Linked DNA regions of Mus musculus: all the other regions are linked to region 1. Evidence: chromatin contacts called from public promoter capture Hi-C data. All regions are on one chromosome and are shown on one strand. Each heading gives the region's core, a stretch centred on a gene start, on an enhancer-like site or on the middle of the called end of the contact. The rest is flanking DNA. Distances are from core to core; before and after follow the strand shown.

What was found. Promoter capture Hi-C pulls out the DNA fragments that hold promoters and counts their contacts.
Region 2: a promoter capture Hi-C map of hippocampal neurons shows a contact between it and region 1, with 3 times the contacts expected there. The contact joins the enhancer-like site here to the promoter of Ctnnbip1 in region 1. A contact is called at or near these places in 8 of 39 promoter capture datasets (the 3T3-L1 cell line, embryonic stem cells, frontonasal cranial neural crest and 4 more), 8 of 484 Hi-C or Micro-C datasets (CD4 T cells, the MNK3 cell line, the N1E-115 cell line and 5 more), 5 of 115 datasets of contacts at active chromatin or transcription factors (double positive thymocytes, embryonic basal ganglia, embryonic hindbrain and 2 more) and 3 of 9 other capture datasets (adipose tissue, embryonic stem cells and liver).
Region 3: a promoter capture Hi-C map of embryonic stem cells shows a contact between it and region 1, with 2.8 times the contacts expected there. The contact joins the enhancer-like site here to the promoter of Ctnnbip1 in region 1. A contact is called at or near these places in 5 of 39 promoter capture datasets (the C10 cell line, cranial neural crest, embryonic stem cells and 1 more), 2 of 115 datasets of contacts at active chromatin or transcription factors (extraembryonic endoderm stem cells and pancreatic cancer cells) and 2 of 9 other capture datasets (adipose tissue and liver).

What each region holds. Positions count from the first base shown.
Region 1 is chr4:149,516,914-149,519,613 of GRCm38.p6, forward strand. Ctnnbip1 (catenin beta interacting protein 1) reads left to right here and starts at 1,328. Exons shown (of 5, transcript NM_023465.4): 1 at 1,328-1,466. It overlaps Gm24381 (a small nuclear RNA gene), which reads right to left and starts at 369; the gene lies at 266-369.
Region 2 is chr4:149,363,817-149,366,516 of GRCm38.p6, forward strand. Ube4b (ubiquitination factor E4B) reads right to left here. Exons shown (of 27, transcript NM_022022.3): 10 at 1,638-1,721. Among named protein-coding and RNA genes, the nearest start is that of Ube4bos3, 31 kb to the left of the region's middle. Within about 2 kb of position 1,260, at least 44 of the 459 cell types and tissues checked have an H3K27ac peak or open chromatin away from gene starts, as enhancers often do. A contact at or near this core is called in cortical glia and hippocampal neurons, where this site is marked.
Region 3 is chr4:149,280,833-149,283,532 of GRCm38.p6, forward strand. All of the region lies in intron 2 of Kif1b (kinesin family member 1B), which reads right to left. Among named protein-coding and RNA genes, the nearest start is that of Kif1b, 26 kb to the right of the region's middle. Within about 2 kb of position 1,424, at least 56 of the 459 cell types and tissues checked have an H3K27ac peak or open chromatin away from gene starts, as enhancers often do. A contact at or near this core is called in embryonic stem cells, extraembryonic endoderm stem cells, liver and 1 more, where this site is marked.

The DNA.
Region 1 (2,700 bases), core at 78-2,577:
AACAACAACACACAAGAGTTTACAAGCTGGGTATGATGGCGCACGCCTTTAATCCCAGCACTTGGGAGGCAGAGCCAGGCAGATTTCTGAGTTCGAGGCCAGCCTGGTCTACAGAGTGAGTTCCAGGACAGCCAGAGCTACACAGAGAAACCCTGTCTTGAAAAAAACAAACAAACAAACAAAAAAACAAAAACAAACAAAAAAAAAAACAAACACAGTTTACTGTATTTTTAAGGTTTTAGTTTTTGTCATTTAAAATTCTATTTTTACTATGGAATGCTTCACAGATCTGTGTGTCATCCTTGTGCCAGGCCCATGCTGATCTCTGTATTGTTTCAATTTTAGTATGTATGCTACCGGAATGAGTACCATTTTTAGTTTTTAAATTTATTTATTCAATTGATTTTTATGTGTGGATGCCTGTTGTATGTATACCATGGGTAGGTGCCCATGGACACTAGCAGAGAGTATACTCAGCTAAGAGCTCTTGCTGCTTCTGTAGAGGACCAGAGTTCAGTTCCCAGCCCCACATGGTTGCTCGCAACTGTCTGTAATTCGTTTCAGGGAATCCATGCCAAGGCATTAGACATACATGTGGCACACATACAAACATGGAGGCACACACATAAATTTTTCAAAAATAAATTGGAAATGATACCACTCTTAAGCATTCATGTGCCTTTAAACTAAAAGCAATTTGCCGAAAATGAACAATTTTCCCCTTTCAACCTCTCCAGATACAGCAAGACTGCCGGTAGAAAGATTTTAATCACAGAGGCCCTGGGCACTCTGGATTTCACAGACCCCAGGCTAGGCCCCAAATTCAAGAGCAGACCTAACTGTTCCAAGATACCACGCCCACGCCACTAAATAGTCTGCAACCTCTTCCATTTCATTCTTTCTGGGGTTCTGGGTCAAGTGGCCTCAGTGAAAATTCTACCCTATATGACCCCTCACTCTAGCCTCGCCTGCTCCTCCCCTGGGTTCTCAGTACAGACAGAGCCCCTACCCACCCACCGCGAGACCCCGCCCACGAGCCTCTGGTCCCGCCCTCAACCAGAGATGACCAATGAGTTGTCCTTCTCGTGTTGAGGCTCAGGGTTCCGCCCTCCAGCAAGCAGCCCGCCCCAAAGGTGTGTTAACCAATGCCTGTTCCTTTCCCGCTCTAGGGGCTCCACCCCTTCAGGCCCCGCCCCTCAGGGTACCTCCCTCTGGGGCGTGGTCGGCGCCGCGCCTCCGCCGCGCGCGCGGAGCCTGATGCCGCCCCCCTCCGCCGGTCCCTCCTCCGGCAGCCTGGCGCCTCCCTCCCTCCCGGCCGCGGTGACTCACGGAGAGGCGGAGGCTGAGGCGGCCGCTCCTGGTGCTGCTGCCGCCGCCGCGGCTGCTTCTCCGGCTGAGCGCGCCCCGGAACAGGCCGCCGCGCTCCGGACCCGCAGCCCCCGGCGCCGCGCGTTCGGGCGGCCCAGGTAAGCGCGAGGCCGGGCCGCGACCGCAGCATGGGGGCCGGCGCTGCGCCGGGACGCGGGGGAGCCGCCGGCCCTTTGTCTCCCGGGGAGGGGCCGCGGAAGGCACCTTCGACCCCGCAGAGACCCACCGGGCCGGCTCCGCTGGCGCGGCGCCCTGGGCCTGGACCCGTCGTCCCCACCACACCCGGCGCTGCTACCTCCCGCCGCAGACCACCCTGCTGCCTTCCTCCCTTTCTCTTGGGGGTCTCCTCCACAGGTGTCCCAGTTGCTCACCCCTCTGGGCCCGCGTGCTTGTCATCGTCTGTCCACCCTCCTGGTCCCATTGCCCTGTCTCTTCCTCACCTTACCGCACCTCTTTCCCAGCATCCTGACTCTCCATGTTTCCCTTCCTAGATGCTGCCAAGGTCTGTCTGTCCGCCCAGCTGCCCTTCCTCCCTTTCTAGTTTAAATGCACCGTCCGCTCCCCTGATTCCACCTCTCCTTGGTGTTTTTGGAAGGTACATGTGAGAGACACATGTCTCACCTTCGCAGGGCACTTGGGAACGTGAGCCTGCAGATTAACCACTCGGACCTCCAAATTGCATGTATCCCCTCCTTTTTGCCACCCCTATCAAGGTTGCACTTCCCTTTTCCGTGAGCCTGGAGCTCTGGACACTTTACCTGCAGAGGCCCTGCAGCCTTTGCATGCTTCTGTGTATGGAACTTGACTTAGGAGTAACTCTGCCGGTTAGCTCATGGGAAGGCCCAAGGGGATCAAGAGTTTTATGAATAATGAGACGTGCGGCTTGCAGCACTTTCTATCTGAGGATCTAACTATGCTCTAGCTGTTAATTATTCTGTCTCCTGTCACTTACAGATCCAAAGGAAGTGTGCCTAGATAACTGCTGGGTAAACTGAGGCACAGAGTATGTTGCTGTGGGATCTGGAGGCAAGTCAGTTTGTCTTGAGATTTAGTTCTCAAGTGGCTTCTGGCTTCTTGGCTTCTGGCTCGCTCCTACCACCACCAGGCTCTTGTTCCTGGCTGGAAACCCTGTGATAACTGATCTCTGCTGCCATGAAGGTGTCTGGAGACGCCAGCACTTCCTTGGATTCAAAGCAGGACTTTGAATCACAAATAAAGGTGCCAACTGTTCAGTGCCAGTGTGTCACTCATGGCTTCCTGGTAGAGCCAGTGTGGTCCATGAGGACAGACAGAAGTTACCTCTGTGAGATGGAGATCCATTCATGCCTTCCA
Region 2 (2,700 bases), core at 10-2,509, 150 kb before region 1:
ATGGACCACGATGCCTCTTGTATGGACAGCAGTATTTTATAACAGTTGAGTCCTCGGTGAGAATCTGGCTAAAGACTCTTATTATAGTCTATGGTTGTTCTGAGCACCACGGGGCACCAGGCACATCTACTTGGAAACAAAGACCACGGATGAGATGTGTGGCCTCAATGGCAGGCAGGCTACAGACACACCGAGATTTATGTGGGTTTAGTCCTCCTGCTTGCCAGGCAAGCACTTTAGCTACTAAATCAACTCCTTAACCTGTATTAACAGGCTATTAAAATTTTAAAAAATTACTCACTTAGTGTGCGCTTATGTGTGTATGTGTGTGTGTGTGTGTGTGCATGTGCACACGCACATGTATAGACAGGCGCACACATGCCAAAGCCCCTATCTAGATGTCAAAGTAAAACTGCTCAGCAGTTGGTTAGTGCCCTGCACCAGGTTTTGGGGCAGAATCTCCTTTTTCTACTATTGTGCTTTGCTGCTCCAAGCTAGCTAGCCCACAATTATCCTGTACCAGCCTCTTATCTTACCCTAGCTATCCTGTGACTACAGATAGTAGGCAGCACACCTGTCTTTTAATGTTGATTCCGAGAAAGCAAACTCAGGTCACAGGGTTGTGTGGCAAGTATTTTAACCTGCTGGATCATCTCTCTGGCCCAGTCGGGCATGGCAACACAAAGCAGTCATCCTAGCATTCGGGATAATGATGCAGGTTCATGACCACACGGCCAGCCTGCACAACACAGGAAGATACTAAAATGATCTGTTGGGGATTTTTTAAAGATTTATTTTTATTTGTGTGTGCCAGGTATATGCCTCCTGAGTGCTCGGCAGCACCTGTGAAGGCAGAAGAGGGAAATCCTCTGGAGCCGGAGTTCCAGGCTGTCCTGCAAACCACACTCGAGCCATGCGGAAGAGCATCAGACACTCCTGACTGCTAAGCTGTCTTCCCAGCCCCAATCCTATGTTGCGTCTCCATTTATTATTACTGTGTGTGTGTGTCCGGGGAAAGGGGGAGTTGAGTATGTATGTGGGATCTCTCTCTCATCTTGACGTGGGTTCCAGTTGTCAGGCCTGAACAGCAAGCATCTAGTAACTCAAGAGCAAGCTATCTCATGATGCTTGATGTTCAAATCCCAAGTATGGCTTGCTTGTTGTTCTGTAAACCAGCAAGATGCCTCTGACAGTCATCCTTTGTGCTGGCTCCCCAGAATAGCAAGGCACATTCCCACAGTGCCTCACTCGCTGCTGTCTAGGACTGGCAGTGGCGGGGCATGGAAAGCTGCCAATACACTAGGGTGGCTCAGGACACAGTCACACAAGTGTCTGGCCTATAGCAGGGTCTCAGGTTTTACATCTGAAGGTGAGAGTGATCTACACTTGTAATCTCAGCACTCGAGAGGAGGGCGCAGGGCCATGAGCTAACGCAGACATGAGACTGTGTCTCAAGAAAGGAAGAAAAAAATGAAAGGAAAGGAAAGGAAAGGAAAGGAAAGGGAAAAAGAAAAAAAAGAAAAAGAAAGAAAAGGAAAAACAAGGTTAAACACAGATCTGATAAAAAAAAAGGAATATGCTTTTACCATGAGGGGATTATTTATATATCAATTAAAAAGGAAAGATTGAGCTTTTACCATGAGGGGGTACTTAAAGTAGTCGCTTTCCAAGGAGCACTCTTTGGCAGCCAGCGCCAGGCCTTGTAAAATGGGGATAAAGATCTGTAAGAAAGAGAACCACAAACGTTAGGTGTGAGAAAGGTTAGCACGCAGGCTCTGAAGATGACTACCAGTCTGTAGTCCACACACTTGCACTCTCCCCTGCCCCATCCCCCCCTCCCCCCAAGACACACTGGTTTTCCCCATCCATAAAAACAACTCTACAACTCTTTGGTGTGGCTGGTCCACCAGGACAACTGTCCAAGCAGCACCAGAGCTCAGCTGTGCAGGGAAGGACGAGCGTTGAGCACTAGCAGCACTCTGGCAGGGCCCACGGCCTGTAGGGCGCAGACAGGGCGGCTGAGAGCGTGGGGGGAGGGTCCTGCTGCACACCTCAGCACTCCCACTTGCCCTGCCCCCACAGTGTTGCTGATTAACACACACCCATGATCTGCATGGAAATCACACTAAGTGTTCCACTTTCTCCTCGAATCCACCAACACTTAAGAAATTGTTTCCCTCTGTTGCATTCAACTGAGAACAAGGAGACAGCTGATGAATGTTCAAACTGAAAATTTTATTTTTAGTAAGAATGTCTTGCTAACACAGTCACCTGACCAGGAAATTGAAGGGTAGTCAGACACACAAGGCTGGCACTGATTTGGTGACAGTGGCCAAGCCCTGCTGCTCAGCACAGCTCACCTTCAAATTTAACAGTGCCTTCTCACTGAGCCACACAATTAGGAGTGGGCTAGCATCTAAGACTAACACCATCACGAGGAGAAGGTACACAGCAGCCGGCAACGTGAACCACAGCTGTAAAGGGCGCGTAGTATAAACCTACTAGAAACCTGTACCAATCCCTCAGGCCACAAAGCTCATCCCATCCCAGGGAAGTTTCAGCACAGGAGAAACGGGATAGAAAGATAGCGCACACCTGCGCAGAGCACAGCCAGGTATCAGAACAGCGCTGGAAGAGATCATTCTGGTCTCTGTAACTCAAGTAATCAGGGTGGATGGTATTTGTGCTTTCTTAAGCAAT
Region 3 (2,700 bases), core at 174-2,673, 240 kb before region 1:
CAAAGTCACTAATGCAGTAATTACACTGCTGTCGACAAACTACCAAGGCTCTGCCTGCAGCTATAATCAACATATCAGCGTGGGAGCTCTGCAACTTTATATTAACTTCTCTCAAAAGCAGGATGTCTGGGTTTGTTAAAATCCTCGTGACGGACTAGGCATGGTGGCTCGTGCCTGTAATCATCCCACTCACGAGGCTGAGGCAGGAGGATGATTATTTGTGGACTTCTAAGGCTGCACAGTATGACTCTGCCTCAAAAACACAAAGCAAAAAGCCCAGTGATACCAGAGTAGCCTTCATCTGCTGAAAGAATCCTACGTCAAAAATTAAGGGAAAAGGGCACAAAATAAAATATTATATCCACCATTTATATTTCAAAACCATGAAATCAAAACCTACAGCCATAACCTTTTAGAGTCTTCTGCCAATACAGTAAAAGGGCAGAAAACATAAAGTAGATTTGAATAAAATACTTATAACCAAAAAGTGCTTTAACCATTTAAATATAACAAACTACATCCCTAATGTGATTTAAAAAAAACAAACCCAAACAGGTGTGTGTGTGTGTGTGTGTGTGTGTGTGTGTATATGTATATATATATATATATGAATGAATGAGTGGTGGCAACATCTCAACCCCAGCATTCTAAAGGAAGAGTTCAAGGTGAGCTTTGTTTACCTAGTGAGTTCTAGAACAGCAGGACAGCCAGGGCTATATAAAAAGACTCTATCAAAGGGGGGATATGAAAAGAAAAGAAAACAAGCCACAACTCTCCAATGTCACCATATGGTCATTCTTTAAAACAACAAAACATGAGACTAGACAGGCATGGTGGTGCACACCTTTAATACCAGCCCTCGGGAGGCAGAAGCAGGCCGATTTCTGAATTCGAGGCCAGCCTGGTCTACAGAGTGAGTTCCAGGACAGCCAGGGCTACACAGAGAAACCCTGTCTTGAAAAACAAACAAACAAACACACAAACCAACCAACCCCATGCGACTAGAGAGACTGCTTTTCCAAAGGACTCTGGTTCATTGCAGTCGCCCACAGGGCAGCTCACAACCTCCTGTGAATCCAGTTCTGGGAGATCTGACCTCTCTTCTGGCCTCCACAGGCATCAGGAGACCAGACATGCAGGCAAACAAATAAAACAGGACAAAATTTAGAACACACTTGCTTTATACAATTTTTTTTTAATTCTAAAAGCTAGATATGGTGGCTCAGGGGATCAAGGTAGGAAGATAAAAAGGTGAAGCCAGACTCAACGACACAGTGAGATCTTACACTCCCCCACCAAAACAAACAGCTGATCTTCCTAAGCAAATATTGAACAATTTTAGGAGATAAAGCTGGGGCCAGGGAGATGGCTGAGAGGTGAAAGTGCTAGCCACATACAGAGTTACTCACCAGAATCAACATAAAAAGGTGTAGTGTGGGTCAGCAGACAGCTCAGCAGTAAGGAACACTTGCTGCTCAATTCTAAGGCCTAGAGTTCAGATCCCAGCACCCACGTCGGGCAGTTCAATAACACTTGTAACTCTTACCCCAGGGATCTGACACCCCGTGGCCTCAACAGGCACCACAAACATAAGCATGTGCACACACATAAACAAACCACAAAGGCCAAGGAGCCTGGCAAACAAGATGACAGCAGAGTCAAGAGAACAAAGCAGAAGGCGGAGAACCAACCCCAGAATCATTGCCTTACTGCATTCTCTGCTCTGCCAAAACAAAGGGCTTCTGAGAAACCCCCAACCTTTCCCGTCTCCTCCCTCCCTTATAAAGATGCCCCTCCCCGGTGCTTTCCAATGGGCATCATACTACTTCAATTACTTTTATCTCTAAAATAAACCAAAAACTCTAAAAGGTTCTGCTTGCTGAATATTTCCTGCTTATACCCACATCATACACATTACTGAACAATACATCTGTGAACAACAGTATTTAGCCTACTGTAACGCACAATCCTTGACAGAGCAACCACTGAAGGCCTGCCCTCCCTAACAAACAGAAGCAGCAGACCAGCTTGCTAGCTCACCCTCCATTTCAGATCTCACTGGGTTACCAAACGCAATCACAGCACCTTGCTACTGGCATGAATATTTAAAAATTAACTTTAAAATGGACAGCAGAAAACCAAGGTCAGGTTTCCTAGCAGATCTTATTGTTGGGAGGGCATAGGGACACACACTTTTAATCCCAGCACTCCGAAGGCAGAGGCAGGCAGGTTAAGTCTCAGCCCACCCTACTTTACATAGGTTTTCCAGGAGAGCCAAGGCAAAAAGAGATTTCCCATGGAGGCCAGAAGAGGGTGAGGGATCTCCCTAGATCCAGAGTATTGGATGGTTATGAGTCACCCACCGCAGTGAATGATAGGAAATGAACCCAGTCCTCTGCAAGAGCAACAAGTGCCCTTAACTGCTGAGCTACCTCTCCAGCCCCCAGCTGTCTCTTGCATAGCTGTTTTGGTATGAAAACAATGTAAGCAGTTTAAAAGCTTATATATAATAAAATCAGTTTTCGGGCCAGTAAGAAGCACAGGCATTTACCACCAAGCCTGATGACCCATTCTTGATTCCCAGAACGCACATGGAGAAAGAAGAGAATCAACTTCCAAAAGTTGTGCTCTGATCTCCACATGTGCACTGTGGCACAAATACTGCCCTCCCCAACACACACAATAAATAATTAATGCAAT